2 separate regions of the Gossypium hirsutum genome follow, and region 2 is linked to region 1. Evidence: chromatin contacts called from public Hi-C data. All regions are on one chromosome and are shown on one strand. Each heading gives the region's core, a stretch centred on a gene start, on an enhancer-like site or on the middle of the called end of the contact. The rest is flanking DNA. Distances are from core to core; before and after follow the strand shown. Region 1 holds the start of LOC107945516 (pentatricopeptide repeat-containing protein At2g22070). Region 2 holds the start of LOC107926061 (transcription factor TGA1).

Evidence for each region. A called contact is a pair of places that touch in the nucleus more often than the background predicts.
Region 2: a Hi-C map of leaf shows a contact between it and region 1, with 6 times the contacts expected there. The contact joins the promoter of LOC107926061 here to the promoter of LOC107945516 in region 1. A contact is called at or near these places in 15 of 34 Hi-C or Micro-C datasets (callus, fibers, hypocotyl and 3 more).

Annotation. Positions count from the first base shown.
Region 1 is chrA12:54,211,761-54,215,845 of Gossypium_hirsutum_v2.1, reverse strand. It overlaps LOC107945516 (pentatricopeptide repeat-containing protein At2g22070), which reads left to right and starts at 1,872. Exons shown (of 2, transcript XM_016879562.2): 1 at 1,872-2,811; 2 at 2,920-4,085. The coding sequence starts at 2,070.
Region 2 is chrA12:55,109,481-55,113,737 of Gossypium_hirsutum_v2.1, reverse strand. It overlaps LOC107926061 (transcription factor TGA1), which reads left to right and starts at 2,264. Exons shown (of 9, transcript XM_016856871.2): 1 at 2,264-2,615.

The sequences.
Region 1 (4,085 bases), core at 623-3,122:
CCTTCTCTTTCGCCCCTGGGGATTGTGCGAACTGATGGATAAGTTTCCTTGGCGTGTCCATAGCAACCACAATTAAAGCAAACCACAGGTAGGTTTTTGTACTCGATCCTTTGAGGGCTACCATTGTTGAGAATCTTAGAGATTAATGGTCGCCTTAAATTGACATAAACTACCATGCGAGCGTAACAACCTCGCGGTCTGTTACCTGTGTTAAAGTCTAATTTTGTTACTTTACCTATCATTCCCCCAATCTTCGTAAGAATCTGTTTTTTGTATAAATGATTGGGAAGACCAGGAAAACGTATCTATGCGAGGACCATATTAGGGTAAGGTAAACTAGGATTGAAATCGATCGTCCAGGGTTGGACGGTTAGGTAATGACCAAAAATAACTCACGGACCCTAAGATAGAATCTTGTCATAGTCGTCAGTGCTCTGAAATTTTGCAAGAAAGTAACCATTCTCAATATCCATTAATTGAAAAGGCTTAGACAGTCTCCAAATCCCATGTAATCTATTATGCAGAGTCATGATACCAAGGTTTCGTCCCAACATTTTGAGTACCACAGAGGTTAACATTTCCTTTTCCAAAAGCTGATATACTCTCTCCAAGAAATCAATGGAAGGAACACCATCAACAAAAGATTTCTTGACATTCTGCTTTGTGAGAGAGAAATTATCAGCAAAAAATTGACCATCACTTGTATTATTTTGAACAATAGTTTCTTTCCCCACTAGCATATCCTTCCATGACATAGAAGGCATTGGTTATGGCTCTACAACCATCACATCTTCAGGAATCATGTCCGACTCCTTAAATCGAACCTTCTTTGTATTAGAATCCTCAAGAAGAGAATCACCTTCTTCATTCCTGTCTGCAGTAGAAACCGAAGAAGACGAGAGCATTTTTTTTCTTTTCCAAAAATCTTTAAATGTGCATAATATGTATAATTTAATGCTTTTGAATATTATAAATTACTATTAATTACTAATTTATCTCTTAATCCAAGTTGCATAAAGAAATACTTAAATAATTGTCATTTTTGTTATATTATCGATCCATCTCATAGGAAAAACGACAAATTAATTATTATATATATAGATATTTATAATTATTTACTATTAATATTTCAATAATTAAATTATTAAATTTATTAATATAATATATAAATGTAAATATTTCCTTTTTATTTTCTTTCATATACTTAGGCAATAATTTATAATTACTTTTTGCTTAAATATGGATGTTTTATCTTAAATGGAGGAAACAACAACGTAATTTTTGCACATTTCCTTGCATAAACATAACTTGTAGTTTTAATGAAAATTATGTAAGTTTATAATATTAAAAACCGTTTAGATGTGGGATAACCAATAATGTCATTTCAAAGAAAACCTTACTTTTGTATATATGATTTCGAAAAGGGAATATTTTAACTTACAAATTTTGAGTAACATTGGTTAATATAAAAATTTACAGTTTAATAATTTATAAGTGAAAAATTAATAAAAATCAATAATTTAATAATTTATGTGCAACATGTTAGTAAAATTCAATATGCTTTAAATTTTTGTGAAGCATATACTTGATATTTATATATATTGCAAAACAAACACAAGTATTATATAAATTATTTTAAAAGATCTGAATAACATGATTTCAAGCATTCCAGTAACGAAAATTGACTATTAAATGGCATTCTTTTGCTGTATGCTTCAAATATGCAGACACTATATTTTTTTAATTTAAGCCATCCTGCTTTTGTTACCACCCGTGGTCGTGGCGCAATGGTAGTCTTCAGTTCAGAAGGTTGCAGGTTCGATTCACGTCGAGTTCATTATTCCCGGTCTCTTTTTTCGAATCCCGAACCGTTGAGAACCCTGAAAGTGGGCTCGGGTCGAAATGACACCATGTTACAAAGAAGAAGTTGCTTTTTTTGTTTTTGGAAGGTCAAGTCTCAATGAATTAGAAACATTCAATTTAAACCAAAACCAAAACCAAAACCAAAACCAAAACCAAAACCTTGTAATTATTCTTAATTGAATTTATTCTTCAAATACGATAACTAAATGAACATCCCAGACCCATTCTCTTTATCATATCACAACGCTCGTCTCCTCCAAGAAAGCCTCAAATCCAATGACCTCTTAGCCGGGAAATTGGTCCACGCCCGAGTTATCAAATCTGGGCTTCACTTTAGTGTCATCTTACTCAACAATCTCATGAATTTTTACTCCAGAACTGGGTGCTTTTCCGATGCTCAGTTATTGTTCGACGAAATGCCTGTCAAAACTATTTTCACGTGGAATACCCTTTTATCATCTTATTCCAGACGGGCTAAAATGTCTGAAGCTACTGAAATTTTTCGTAAGATACCGGATCGTGATTCTGTTTCCTGGAGCACGATTATTATGGGGTACAATCAGATGGGTCGTTTTCAAAGTGCCATAAAATTGTTTGATAAAATGATTAAGGAACGAGTAATACCAACGCAATACACGATTACTAGTGTTCTTGCATCATGCGCTGCTATTAAAGCTTTAGATATTGGTCGAGAGGTACATTCTCTCGTCGTCAAGTTTGGGCTTAGTAGTTATGTTAGTGTAGTTAACTCTTTGTTAAATATGTATGCTAAGTCTGGTGATCCAATGATGACAAGAGTTATTTTTGATAGGATGGAATATAGGAACACATCGAGTTGGAATGTTATGATTTCGTTGCATATGCAGCATGGACGAGTTGATCTTGCACGTGGACAATTTGAAAGGATGAGTGAAAGAGATATAGTGACATGGAATTCGATGATTGCAGGTTACAATCAACTTGGGCATGATTTTGATACTTTATGTACATTTAGTAATATGCTGAGGGATTCTTTGTTGCTTCCTGATAAATTCACGTTTATTAATGCGTTATCAGCTTGTGCCAACCTTGAGATGTTGAAACTTGGGAAACAAATCCATGCTCGTATTGCTAGCACCAACTTCAATACATATGGGCCAGTAGGAAATGCCTTGATCTCAATGTATGCAAAGTCAGGTGGGGTTCAAATTGCTCAAAAGATTGTAGAGCAGAGTGGGATTTCACGCCTTGATATTATTGCATTTACATCTTTGCTGGATGGATATGTTAAGCTTGGAGATTTAAAACCAGCTAGGCAGATATTTGACTCACTGAAAGACCGTGATGTAGTTGCTTGGACTGCCATGATTGTTGGATACTTGCAGAATGGCTTGAATACTGATGCAGTGGAGCTTTTTAGGTTAATGGTCAGAGATGGTCCTAAACCAAATAACTTCACTCTGGCAGCTATGTTGAGTGTCAGTTCAAGCTTGACTTCATTGAATCATGGCAAAGAAATTCATGCAATTGCAATAAGAACTGGTCAAGCATCCTTGGTTTCTGTGAACAATGCTCTAATTACGATGTATGCTAGAGTTGGAAGCATTAATTGTGCAAGGAAAGTATTCAATCGGATATACTGGTTCAGAGATATTGTATCTTGGACATCTATGATAATGGCTCTTGCTCAACACGGTCTTGGAGAAGAAGCCCTTGAGCATTTTGAAAAGTTGTTGGCAGCTGGAATTAAGCCTGACCATATAACATATGTAGGTGTACTCTCTGCTTGTACACATGTGGGGCTGGTTGAACAGGGTAGTAGGTATTATAATATGATGAAAGATTTTCACAAGATTGAACCTACGCTAAGCCATTATGCACTGATGGTTGACCTTCTTGGGCGAGCTGGATTGATACAAGAGGCATATGATTTTATTGAAAAAATGCCCATTGAACCAGATGTTGTAACTTGGGGTTCGCTCTTATCTTCTTGTAAGGTTTATAAGAATGTAGACCTTGGAAAGGTTGCAGCTGAAAGATTGCTCCTTATTGACCCTGACAACAGTGGGGCCTACTCAGCCCTAGCTAATTTGTATTCAGTTTGTGGAAAGTGGGACGATGCTGCAAAAATTCGCAAGTTAATGAAGGATGGAGGGGTAAAGAAAGAACAGGGAATAAGTTGGGTTCAGATAAAGAACAAATTCCATGTCTTCGGAGCTGAGGATGGGCTTCACCCACAGAAA
Region 2 (4,257 bases), core at 1,015-3,514, 900 kb before region 1:
TTTTAGATTATCTAAAAAAAAATCGTTTTTATTGATAAAATACTCACGGAATACAATACCTGACACGCTTTAGGAAAAGCACTTTTTATAAAATGTATTTTATGTTAAATAATGTGTCATTTGCTTGTTAACTAAATGTGTGATATTTTATTTATGTATCTTTGGTTAAAATATTTTCTCGAGCATTTTTTTACTTTTAATTCATGTTGTTTTATTTTTTTATTTTTAATTCATGTTTTAATTACTAATTTTTTATTTATATAGAAAAATAATAAATATATAATTATGTGATGAAAATATATATTTTTAGTATATATCATTATGTTAAATAAAAATATATTTTATTCTTTAAAAACATCATCTAATTATTTTGATATATTTTTATTTAAATATTTTTTACTTTTAATTCACATTTTTAATTAATAAATTTTATTTATATAGATAAAATAATAAATATGTAATTATATGATGAAATATATATTTCAATATATATATCATTATATTTGTTGAAAAATATGAGACTGATAATTTGGTACTAAAGGGAGGAGTGCCCACTCCCTTGCCCACAAAATTTATATAGAGACAATTTTCATATTTAAGGTATCGGCAATTTATTGGACTAATTATTTGAGCTATGTTGATTATATCACTTGGGAAATCATATATTGATAATTGAATTAAATTAGATTACCTTTATCTGTCGATTGAGTCTTAGTTCAATTAGCATGGACTTTGTTGTCAATGTAAGAGGACGTGAATTCGAATGTGCTAAAGTAACTTTAAATCCTAACTCCATAGTAGAATGAAAAAAAAAATCACTATACTCTAACCGTCCACAAAAGAAACAAAACAGAGTCAATTGTTCATATTTAAAACTGAGATAAGAGCAAATTCTTCCTTATATTTGAACTATCATACTCTAAAAATTTTCTAAGAAAATCTCCAATTTTCCTTGCCAATACTTCAGAGAAAAACCCCGGGGTACTTCATGAATTTGTACCAAAAAATTATCCCTCAAATGGTACAAAATCAACAGATGATTATTAAAAGTCCACAGGGACCCCTTAAGTACCCTCTCCAGATCCATTTTATAGTAAAATCTAAACAAAAATCTTTTCTCCGCTAGATCCAAGATTTGAACCCTTTTTACCGGATGCCAGAAATTTGCCATTATACTCTTCATTGCTGGAAAGTGTATAACGCTTGTTGTTAAAAAACACCCCGCTAAACAAAATTCAACTTCCTCCATACTCAAATCAAGCTCTTTTTGAATATGTATAATTTCCTCTTCCTCATCATCCAAAGACAACGCAGCTAAATCTCTTTTCATTGAAATATATCTACCACTAAACTAGCGAATCGGCGAAGATAATAAAATTAGAACCCCTGATACAAATAGTGCCGTCAAGATCCTTCAAGAGAACCATAAAACTAACATAAACCTACAAGCAAGAACCTGCCAACGACGATAGACAGAAACATGCTAAAAAGCAGACTTATTGTATATTATTTTTAAATACACATTAGTTTCTATATTTATGGCACTATTTCTAATACATATTTAAATATTTTAAATAAATATAATAGTTAAAAATAAAAGAGTGCTAAAGTGAATTTATAACAACAGAAAAAAACTCATCTATAATATATTCACCTACAAAGTTTGATGTTAAAATACCCTAAACTTGAGTCTAAAGTAAGTATACCAAAGCTTCCTGCACATCCATCTTATATATTTTAGAAATGGGCAAAACATGTTCGTTATTCTTCCAAGAAGATTCAAATTCTTTTTTATTTTAAATTTCCAATACTGTCCTTAGAGAATCTCAGTATATCAAATATTAATAAGCTCACATATTCTTTTCGTTACCCGTCCCTACCCCCGAATTTCTCAATGGAATAGCCGTTACCATCCCACCACCAAAAGCATAAAATCGAAACAAAAAACTTTAAAACCACTTTCCACGCTCCTTGTGAGGTGGTTACACGCACGCGTCAACCACTTCGCCTGAATTTCCCTCCCACGCTCTCACCAAGCGCTTAAACCTAACTTCCCACTAAAGACAAAAACAAAAACAAATTTCGCCGGGAAAAATGACGTGAGTTATCAAGACAAGGAAGGGAAGAAGGATAAGCGTAGGTTAAGAGGGAGGGGTGCGTGGGATAAGAAGCCACCTGGTGCGCACATTAGCGATAGTGGAAAGATGGGCAATTCTTTAATAATTAATAAATTTGTTTTTTTTAATATAATGTAAAAATTGTTAATGGTATTGCTGTCGACTCAGTATATTGTGTAAGATCACGATAACACACAGAAAAATGCAAAGTGATAATTAGAAAAAGAAATTTATACGGAAGAATACAAAATATTATTAGTAGAAAAAAAAAGAATATTTTAAAAAGAAAATATAAAAGATTGGTGGAACAGTTTGAATGGGGTGTATTAAGGTGTGGTGCTCTCTGTAGGATTGATGTTAGGAGTGATGAGACAGAGGGCGATTTCAGATACAAGAAGGAGCCATTGCCTGTTTAATTTCAACTCTTTTTTTTTTGTGCTGTTTTTGGACCTATAATTTTAGCGGGAAACCCTTTCTAACGACCCTTCAAACGAGAAGGTTGGTTTTTCCGTTTTCTTCTTCTTGTCTCTTTTTTGAAAAATTTTGGTGGGTGTTTGGTTTCCGGGAGAGTTGGGGGAGAAAAATAACACAAAAATATAACATTCAAAAACTGGTTAAGTTGTTTAAACACAGGGTGTTTTCAAGTATTGTGTTTTTCCTTTGAATTAAACTTTTTTTCGGTTTAATTGGAGTTTTCTCTGTTATTTTTGTTTTTATGTAAGATGTAAATTAAGAGAAGTATTGAAATTTTTTGGGGTTAAGGAAATGGATTTTTATTCATTTACTTTTTTGGCTAATTTCATTGGTTCTGGGTTTAGCATTTAATTGTTAGCTATGCATCTTTTATTTCTCTTTTCTCTATCTTGGATGATTTTTTTTTTGTGGAACTTTTGTTCAGAGGTGAAAAAATAGATGGGATAAATATTGATTATTAATCATGTTTCCTTTCAGATTTGATTTTCGGGGTTTGCTTCTTTTTTCTTTTTTCTTTTTTCCATTTTGAATGACTCAAATAGAAGCTCGCAATTCTTCCTTATCCATATTCATATGCTTATGCATAATTTTATTTAAATGTTTTGGGTTTTCTTTGAATTCTTCTTTGTTTTATTCAACCTGTTGCGATTTTGCTAGGATCTACAATTGTTTCAGTGCTATGCAATCTACTTTTGAAGCAGAAGAAACTATTTTTTCTGCAAGTTTTGTTATTTGTTTTGTGCATATTAAGAAAGGTCCTATGGAAGAAAATCTTGCTAGTTTTGATGGTAACGAAGAATTTTAGGACTAGGAACAGGAGTAGCAATAGGTCCACCATGAACATAAGAGACAAGTGAACAGTGAGCTCCAATAATGAAAACAGTTGACAGCTTAAGACTGAGCTGGGTAGAGGAGAATCATAATTGGTTTTCAATCTTTTCTCACACTTGGATACAAATAATCTGTGTTTTCTGAGAAGAAAGCACTAAATTCAAGTTGATTTTGCGTAATTGATTGCTCTTTAGTGGAATCATAAACAGGCCGAGGAAGCACAAAAAGATGTCATTGTCCATCCTTTACTAACTATTCTCTATTATCTGTGACCTTGCACAGCAATCAATGCTGTTGCCGATCCTACTATGCAGCATAGCTTTATCTTCCTTAACTGTTAGGCTTCTATATGTCCAAATAAAAGGGTCTAATTGCCGATGCACGGTATTAAGTATCTTCAAAGGTTATTATGACTGAATTAGACTGGGGAGGGAGTGGGAACTTTAACTTGATGATAGAACAAGTAATGCAAAGGGGGAAACGGAAAGAAAGATTATAGGAGCTTGCAGCTGTGTCCTGGTTTGTTGAAGCTGTGATACTTGCATAGGAGCTTTTAAATGATTCTTTTGAATTGAAGTTGAAGCTGAAAATCAAAGTTTAGATTGGGGCGATATTTTTCTTTCTATTTGTTGGTAGCATTTACTTCTTTTTCATTCTTACAGTTAGGAATTACAATTTAGTTGTTTACACTTGCGTTCATGCCATGTTTGTTTGAGTGCCATGATGGGAGTAAGGGATTTTCTGTTATTTTCTTTATAAGATGTTGAATTCTTTAAATAAACTTCAATGGTGCCATTGAAGAGGTCACTAAGACTGGTTACACTCTCTTTGATGG